2 separate regions of the Delphinus delphis genome follow, and region 2 is linked to region 1. The links are chromatin contacts, called in public Hi-C maps. All regions are on one chromosome and are shown on one strand. The core of a region is the stretch at or near the end of the contact, and the rest is flanking DNA. Distances in the headings are between cores, read along the strand shown.

Region 1 (4,635 bases), core at 182-2,681:
TCAAGACACTAATCCCTGTTCTGCTACTGACTAGCTGGATGACCTTAAGAAGGTCACACGACAGTCATAAAGCCTTCTAAAAATGGAGAGGGGTGGGGCGGAAAGAGAGGAGCTCGATTTCTAGCTCAGTCATTAAAATCCTGTGAATCCTAACGGAACAACTTCAGATGGTTGCCAAGATAATCTTCCTATAAAGTAAAAACAGGACCAAAGACGATAGCAGCTAAAGTCAGCTTGGCAAGGTTAGACCATATCGCTGTTCTCCACAAGCTCCACGATGTCAAAAACGGCATCTTAGTTCCCTGTAACCCTGTAACCCTTAGTTACGGGCTGACACACAGCACCCGCTCAGAATGCTGGTCCCATTAACACACAAATTGGAGGACTCCCTGCATCTGTATCAGAGCTGTCCTTACAGAAACAAAAGTTAGTTAATTCTCAGATATATTTCTCCCCCTCCACTGTGCTATACGCTTCACCTTTCTGACATTTCATTATCACACTAACCCAGTGAAGTGGGTCCTATCACTAACGCCATTTTATAAATCAGGAAACTGAGGTCGTAGAGATTAAGTCGGTGAAAGGAAGCCCAGGTTACAAGGCTCCTAGCTGGAGCCCAGATTCTAACCTACGTCGATCTTTCTCGAAAAATCTGTGCTCCTGACCTCCCTGAATTCCACCTCCCATTAACACCGGGCCAAGAAGAGTCGAGAAGGAAAAAGGAAGAGACGTAACGACTTGTCAGCATTTAGCTCCCTGTAACGTTATATGATAAACATATTTATTCGGGGCGATGCAGGCGGCTGAGAGCAGGGCGAGGCCCCCTCTCCTCCCCCAGCGACAGAAGATCTGCGGAGAAGAAGCGAATCTCAGACACAAGCCTGGGGGGCCGAGGCGACCGAGGGGACAGGGACGGAGCCGTCGCAGAGCCTGGAGCGGAAACGTGGGCCCCGGACCAGTCACTCTGCAGACCCTGGGGGACCGGCCGGGGGCAAACGCGGGGCCCGGGAGGTGCGGCGACAGGGCTGTCTCTTCAGCTTCAGCTGCCACCCGGAGACGGGGGCCCTTGACACTCACTCCTCCCGACCTCCCTGTCCCCATCGAACGCGGGACCGCTGCCATCTGACACCTGGCTTCCCGCTCAGCTTCGCTGGGGCAGGAGGGCCGGTAGGGGGTAACTCACAGGAAACACCTAGAAATCGCCAGGCCGAGCCTCGGAGGAGCAAATGGGACGGGCAGGGCGGGGCGGGTGCAGATCTTCGGTCCCACAGCCCAGCCCGCAACACTCCACGGAGGGGAAAGGGCAGCCCGCGCAGGCCATACTCACTGCCGGACCACTGTCAGAGCGAAGCGCGTCATCCCGCCGGCGCCGGGACAGAGCAAAGCAAAGGCCGCGCACGCCGCCCGAACCGTCTCCCACACTCCGCACAAGCCAACCGGCACTGCGCCCGCCGCACCCCGCAGCTTCCGCACCCCGCCACCGGCCGGCTCCGCTGCCATAGGCCGAGGCGGCCGTCACGTCACTCCAGGACGGCCAATCAGGGAGGCCGGGGGCCGGCAGGTCGCGGAGACTGATGTGCGGCGAGGCCCCGCCCAGGGCCGTGGCGCGTGCGCCCCTACGCGCCGGCCCGTGATTGGTGCGCGGCAGGTGCGGCGGCCCCGCCCCGGACCGGGAGGCGGGGCGTGCCCGGGGAAACCCGGTCCTGTAGGCTACGAGCGGCTAAGGGACCGCCGCTCCGATTGGGGTTGGTCTGATTGGAAGCTGGAGGGCAGCCAGCAGTCCTGCTTCGTGGGTGTACAGCGCCAGACACGTTCGGTCCTGTGAGGTTTGCATTAACCCCGGCACTGGGGGCGTGTAGGGTCAGCAGTGTCTGCGCGCTTAGACTCGCCCGGCTTGAGCCCCCAACTCCGCCTAGACCCACTCCGGGAGCAAACTCTGGTCTGGTCCTTTGGAGCCCTCGTGTAGACTAGGCCTCGTGCCTGGCCTGCTGAGCCTGATTTTACCAAAGAATCCTGCGAAGCCACTCGATCGAGAATCCCCCCCACCCTTGGTACCTAATCAAGCTCCTCTTCCTCCACTCTCGATTTCTAATCACGTTCCTCATCCCACCCGCCACCCTACCCCCCAATATCTCACCAAGTTCGTCTTGGTCGTTTTTTTCCGTTCTCTCCTTCACCCTGCCCCCTGGCTGTAAATCTCCGTTGGTCCCAGTTGTGTTCAGAGCTGCATTCGGTCTGTTTCCCCCATCGCAGTAGTCTGTAGTAAAGTCTTCCCCGCCGGTTTTTAAAGAGAATCTGGTGAATAATTTCTCTTTAACAGCCTTCAGGGCCTTGAGACAGTTACTTAACCTCTCTAACCCTCCATTACGTGATAGGTAAGATGGGATAACGGTACTCAGCCATGACACAGGTAGAGTGTAATCATGTAAGCTTTACAATTATCTTCTATGTATTTTTACTTATATTCTCATATTTAATAATGCATTTGTTTCCTTAAATCCCCAATTGTATAAGAGAAGATGGGACCCTCAGAACAACTCTGAGGTCCACAGGTTATCTTCACTTAAGAGATGAGAAGTCTAGCCTAGAGAGAAACTAAGCAGTTTGTCCAGGTTCACAGCTGATTGTGGTGACTCAGGACTAGTTCAGAGATTCTCAAACCTACCTGCACATTGGAATCATCTAGGATTTTCTGAATGCCAGGCTGCACCCCAGGAAAATTAAAAAGGAATCCCTTTGCGAGGGACCCAGGCATCAGTAATTTTTTAAATCTCCAGCTGTTTCCAGTGTGCAGCCAGTTTTGAGCTAGAAGTTTAAAGCAGTGCTTCTGAGACTTGAACTGTGCATACAAATCACCTGGGGATTTTGTTAAAATGTAGATTCTGATTCAGTAGATCTGGAGTGGGGGACAAATTCAGCACCTCTAACAAGGTCCCAGGGAAAGAGTCCATCTTCAGGATGAGGTTGGAGGGATCATTAACAGGTTCCTAACAGGGGGTGGGGATTACCACGGGCGTCCACTGCCTGTCCTTAGTAGATACTCCATGTATGTGTTCTGAATGCCTGAATGAACAAATCGATCAAACAGATTCTTCTGGAAATTTGAACTGAAAAATTAAAGGTAGTTATCTGTGAGGGCGAAAGAAGAAAGAAAGCATGGAGATAGAGCTCAAGGCAGTGTGTAGACTGAAGCTATGAAGAAACGGAAACCACCAGCAATACAAGCTTGAAAGCAAAATCACGGAGTAGAAGGTAAGAGCAAGCAAAGATAGTGGGGGAACTGAGTAGACAGACAGAAAGAAGACACAGTGAGCAATGCAGAGACCACCTGGTCCCTACTTCCTCTCTCCAGCTGCCCGAGCACCAGGTACCTTGTAGATTCTGGTTTTTCCAGTAAAACCCCTTTGTGTTAAGATGGTCTGAGTGCATTTCTAAATGTAACTAAAAATAGCCTTCCACTTTGTCTCATTTTATTACTGCAATACCTCTGGAGGGAATGAGTTACTATTTCCATTTTACAGATGAAGATATTAAGGCACACAGAGGTTAACTAATTTCCCATCTCTCAGGATCTCAGAACTGAGTTTGGCCGTAGGTAATGCTCCAGGTGGTATCAAAACCATAACTATGGGCTTCCCTGGTGGTGCAGTGGTTGAGAGTCCGCCTGCCGATGCAGGGGACACGGGTTCGTGCCCCTGTCCGGGAAGATCCCACATGCCGCGGAGCAGCTGGGCCCGTGAGCCACGGAGAGGCCACAACAGTGAGAGGCCCACGTACCGCAAAAAAAAAAAAAAAAAAAAAAAACCATAACTATGAAGGTAAGTACTGGATCTTTTCCTTATTTCCCTGGCTCCTATCAAAATGTTTAGAACAAAGTAGGGGCTCAATTAAAACTTGTGAAATGAATGAATGCGGAATCTCTTTTATCGTCAATTTGTCAAATGAATCAAACATCTAAAAAATTAGCTGATATAAGGGGAGAGAATTGTTTTTGGAGAAATTTAGAAAATTATAAAGCATCAATATTACTTTTTTAATTATCCAAGAACGATGTATAAAAACGATGTTTTCATAAACCTTAACAATCAGGAAAAAACAGTTGAGAAATGAGGATCTTTGAAAGAATGGACGTTATCCTGCATTATTCACTCAACAGTTCAGAGATTACCCTTCAGCTTATAAAATGAACAAGGAGTTCATTTAAATGTTGTTTAGACAGAAGCTAGAAATAACCACTGCTATACTTTTGTTGAAAACATATCAAATCACATATGCTATCTTTTTTAATGAAAGAGGATGCTTTTGTTGTGGCAGCTTATATGATGGAATTCTGAATTAGTCAGGATAGGCCAAGTTATGCTGAGGTAACAAATTCGTCCCGAAATTTCCATGGCTTACCACATAAAAGTTTATTTCTCTCTCATGCTACGTGTGGGACATGGAGTAAATTTGTGAATTTACTCTGCAAATCCCCTCAGGGACTGGAGTTAACAATGACATTAGTACATGGATTCATGATAACTGTGGCAGGAAATGAGGACAACTGAGGGTCTTGAACCAGTTCTTAGGTGCTTCCTCCATTCACTGTCCAGAGCTACTCACACAACCCAGCTAACTGCAAAGGTGATGGGGAGT
Region 2 (4,548 bases), core at 1,951-4,450, 170 kb before region 1:
AAAACTATAAGACACTGATGAAAGAAATTAAAGATGATACCAGCAGATGGAGAGACATACCATGTTCTTGGATTGGAAGAATCAATATTGTGAAAATGACTATACTACCCAAAGCAATCTACAGATTCAATGCAATCCCTATCAAATTACCAATGGCATTTTTTACAGAACTAGAACAAAATATCTTAAAATTTGTATGAAGACACAAAAGACCCTGAATAGCCAAAGCAGTGTTGAGGGAAAAAAACGGAGCTGGAGGAATCAGACTTCGTGACTTCAGACTATACTACAAAGCTACAGTAATCAAGACAATATGGTACTGGCACAAAAACAGAAACACAGATCAATGGAACAAGATAGAAAGCCCAGAGATAAACCCACACACCTATGGTCAACTAATCTATGGCAATGGATATACAATGGAGAAAAGACAGTCTCTTCAATAAGTGGTGCTGGGAAAACTGGACAGCTACATGTAAAAGAATGAAATTGGAACACTCCCTAACACCATACACAAAAATAAACTCAAAATGGATTAGAGACCTAAATTTAAGACTGGACACTATAAAACTCTTAGAGGAAAACATAGGAAGAACACTCTTTGACATAAATCACAGCAAGATCTTTTTTGATCCACCTCCTTGAGTAATGGAAATAAAAACAAAAATAAACAAATGGGACCTAATGAAACTTCAAAGATTTTGCACAGCAAAGGAAACCATAAACAAGATGAAAAGAAAACCCTCAAAATGGGAGAAAATGGGGCTTCCCTGGTGGCGCAGTGGTTGAGAGTCCGCCTGTCGATACAGGGGACACGGATTCGTGCCCCGGTCCGGGAAGATCCCACATGCCGCAGAGCGGCTGGGCCCGTGAGCCATGGCCGCTGAGCCTGCGTGTCCGGAGCCTGTGCTCCGCAACGGGAGAGGCCACAGCAGCGAGAGGCCCGCGTACGGCCAAAAAAAAAAAAAAATAGTAAAAAAAAAAACATTGAAAATATTTGCAAACGAATCAACGGACAAAGGATTAATCTCCAAGATATATAAACAGCTCATGCAGTTCAATATTAAAAAGCAAACAACCCAATCCAGAAATGGGCAGAAGACCTAAATAGACGTTTCTCCAAAGAAGACATACAGATGGCCAAGAGGCATATGAAAAGCTGCTCAACATCACTAATTATTAGAGAAACACAAAGCAAAACTACAATGAGGTATCACCTCACACCAGTTAGAACGAGCATCATCAGAAAATCTACAAACAACAAATGCTGGAAAAGGTGTGGAGAAAAGGGAACCCTCCTGCACTGCTGGTGGGAATGTAAATTGATACAGCCACTATGGAGAACAGTATGGAGGTTCCTCAAAAAACTAAAAATAGAATTACCATATGAGCCAGCAATCCCACTCCTGGGCATATACCTGGAGAAAACTCTAATCCGAAAAGATACATGCACCCCAATGTTCACAGCAACACTATTTACAATAGCCAAGGCATGGAAGCAACCTAAAGGTCCACTGCCAGATGTGTGTATGAAGAAGTGTGGTATACATATACAACGGAATATTACTCAGCCATCAACAAGAATGAAATAATGACATTTGCAGCAACGTGGCTGGACCTAGAGATTATGATACTAAGTGAAGTAAGTCAGAAAAAGAAAGACAAAAAAACCCATATGATATCACTTATATCCGGAATCTAAAATATGATACAAATGAATTTATTTACAAAACAGAAACAGACTCAGAGACACAGAAAACAGACATGGTTACCAAAGGGGAAAGGGGATGGGGAGGGATAAGTTAAGAGTTTGGGATCAGCAGGTACAAACTACTATAAATAAAATAGATAAACAACAAGGACCTACTGTGTAGCACAGGGAGCTATATTCAACATCCTGTAATAAACCAGAATGGAAAAGAATATGAAAAAGTACATATATGTATATATAAAACTAAATCACTTTGCTGTACACCAGATACACAACATTATAAATAATTATACTTCAACAAAATTTTTTTTAAATTAAAATTAAAGTAGGGCTTTCCTCCTCCTCACTCTCTCTCACATTGCCATGTTTATTTTCCGTCTCCTAACTTCATCCCTTGACTAGACTGCAACCTCCAGCACCTAGTAAATACATATATCTAGTAAATATATACCTCCAGCACAAAAGTAAATATATTCAAAACTCTACTAAACGAGCGGCTGACCCTAGGCCTCCACGGTGCTCAACTGAGGTTAACTGGAGCAATAGTTTCAAACAGTACATTTAATGGAAAACACAGAGGATCTGGCGCCAGCTGGCTTAGGTTTGCATGTTATCCTGTAACTTACTAGCTGTGTGACTCAACTAAACTGGCTTTCGTGCCCAGAAGTTTAAATTGATAAGACAGGGAGACCCAAACTTTCTATCTCAAAGAAGTATAGGGACGAACAAATGAAATAACACGTAAGCAGAAGCTTGGTGAAATGCAAAACGCTGTAACCAGGCCTTATTTGAACGGAGTGGGTAAAAGAAACGGCAGTAACTGTCAAAGGAGCCAAGAGAAGGAAACAGCTTGGATGCTAGGACCTTTCCGAGGAGCGGCAGCTCTCCCTGGAGTCTAGAGCGTTTAGCTGTCGGTCCCACCATCGCTACCCTGGTCCTCGGGCCCTTCCCTCCATTCCATGCAGGTGACGCGGCCTACAGCGTCTTCCTGCCCTTCCTCCCCATCCGCGCCGGATGCCATGAACTACTCACCTCGCAGGCCGCACCATGGTCCCCTCCAAGGCTGGAAACCTGCAGCTCGCAGCCTCCTGTCGGCAGCGGCGGCGGCCGTTCCAATTCCCGCGCAAAACCAGATTCGAAGCTCTCCGCCCCGCCGCCAGTCCTCCAATCCTCTCCGGCCATCCCCGCGGGCGCGCATGCGCTCTGAGAAGCGCGCGTTAGTTCACGCCCCCTCCAAGCACCGCCCTTCCGCATCCGGTCTGCCAGAGCCGAGCCGGTGCTTCGCCGCTGCACTTTCGTCACTTCTGCGCCGTCTCTGAAATGGACAATAACAGTAGAAATACACCTTCTTACACTTTTTAAATGATTCAACTCAGGTATTATGGAACAAGGGGACACTTAGACCGAGGAATTTTACACGGGGTGCCGGGAAAGAGGAAAAGATGCGGACGAATCTGCCGGAGCTGATCTTCCGGCTGTAAAAACAAGGCGGCAGTCAGCTGACGGTTCCTGCACCGCGGCTGGTTGACAGCGCCGGGTGTGCGGACAGCAGGAGACTCGGAACAAGGGGAGGTGAGCCCGCGACCCGATCGAGGAAGCCCCCTCAGACCGAAACCCTCTAACCGGGGGCTGTTCCCCTCACTCGGCCGTGGCTTCTCGGCCCTTTGTCTGCCCTCCCTTCCCTGACTCATTTAAGCCTCAGAACCTCCACTCGACTGGCTGCATGAGTTCGGTTCAGCTCTCCTCCTCGCATCCCATAATTGTACGGAAACCTTGCTTGATTTCAGCCCTGCTGTTAATAACAGATCGGGGAGAGAGAGCTAAAGTATCAGTTTGTTGAAACACAATAAGGCTAAAGGTTGAACCAACTGAAACCAGAGCTAATGGTTTTTGTTTGCCGAAAATTATGACTCGAAACAAGATGAGACCATGAGCCCCTATTTCCGTAATTTTCAGTTCCCTGCAAAATGTTTTTTTACTGTCTTTGCCTGCATCATGTGTGCTCATTTAGCAGCCTTTGATTTTTTTTAATTGATATGTTCTTATAGAGCTTCCTGTTATTGTTTATTATTTTTACCAGCTTCCATTTATTGGTCATCTTAAGCTTGTCGGATGCTTCGTATTTATTATATGATTAAGCCTAATGACAGTCCTACAAGTTAAAAGGTTTCCTGGGGCCTAGCTCAGCTGAGATGTGGCCAAGGAAAGAAGGGCAGTAAGCGTGTGCTAGGCAAAGGAAAAACATTCAGAAAGGTTGGGAGTGGAAAGAGAGGTTTGGTATTGAAAGAAGTTTAGTATGGCTGGAAAATAAAGTTTTTGGATTTGTGTGTTGGAGAGGACGGGGTGCAGGTGCTGAAATAAGAGTTTGGAGGTATAAGCAGGGGCGTGGTAAGCTCCGTTAACGAGTTTGTATTGTATCCTGAGTCCTACAAGGAATGTCATAGAAGGATTTAAGCAGATGAGCAACGTGGTCAGATATGCACTTGAAAACGATTGCTGTGACTTCAGTGTAGAGAATAGTGTGAGAACTGATTTGATGGGGAAATGTCTGGGGACAGGAGTCCAGTTAGGAGGCTAATAAGTAAATCTTCAGTTGATGTATTCTTTTTGACTAGATTTTCTTCTTTATGAATAGTGTCCACTTTGCCTTGTGGGCTGTCCTGTACTTTCCACTTTCTGTGTATCTTTTTCCTTCATGGAAATCTTTCCAGCACCATCTCCCTTCTCTGCACCCCCTATCAGATCGCATACCCACCACCTCTAAGCTCTTCAAGATGAATTGGTCCCTGATCTGTTTCTTTGACTTTGTATTCACCAGCTGTTTCATGAACTGTATC

What was found. Hi-C and Micro-C count contacts between places; a contact is called where the count stands out from the background.
Region 2: a contact with region 1 is called in a Hi-C map of lung, with 4 times the contacts expected there. The contact joins the promoter of FERRY3 here to the promoter of TIGAR in region 1. A contact is called at or near these places in 2 of 3 Hi-C or Micro-C datasets (lung and muscle).

Annotation. Positions count from the first base shown.
Region 1 is chr11:5,026,850-5,031,484 of mDelDel1.2, reverse strand. It overlaps TIGAR (TP53 induced glycolysis regulatory phosphatase), which reads right to left and starts at 1,431. Exons shown (of 7, transcript XM_060024139.1): 1 at 1,328-1,431. The coding sequence starts at 1,359.
Region 2 is chr11:5,201,729-5,206,276 of mDelDel1.2, reverse strand. It overlaps FERRY3 (FERRY endosomal RAB5 effector complex subunit 3), which reads left to right and starts at 3,200. Exons shown (of 14, transcript XM_060024143.1): 1 at 3,200-3,283. RAD51AP1 (RAD51 associated protein 1) reads right to left here and starts at 2,860. Exons shown (of 9, transcript XM_060026044.1): 1 at 2,744-2,860. The coding sequence starts at 2,760.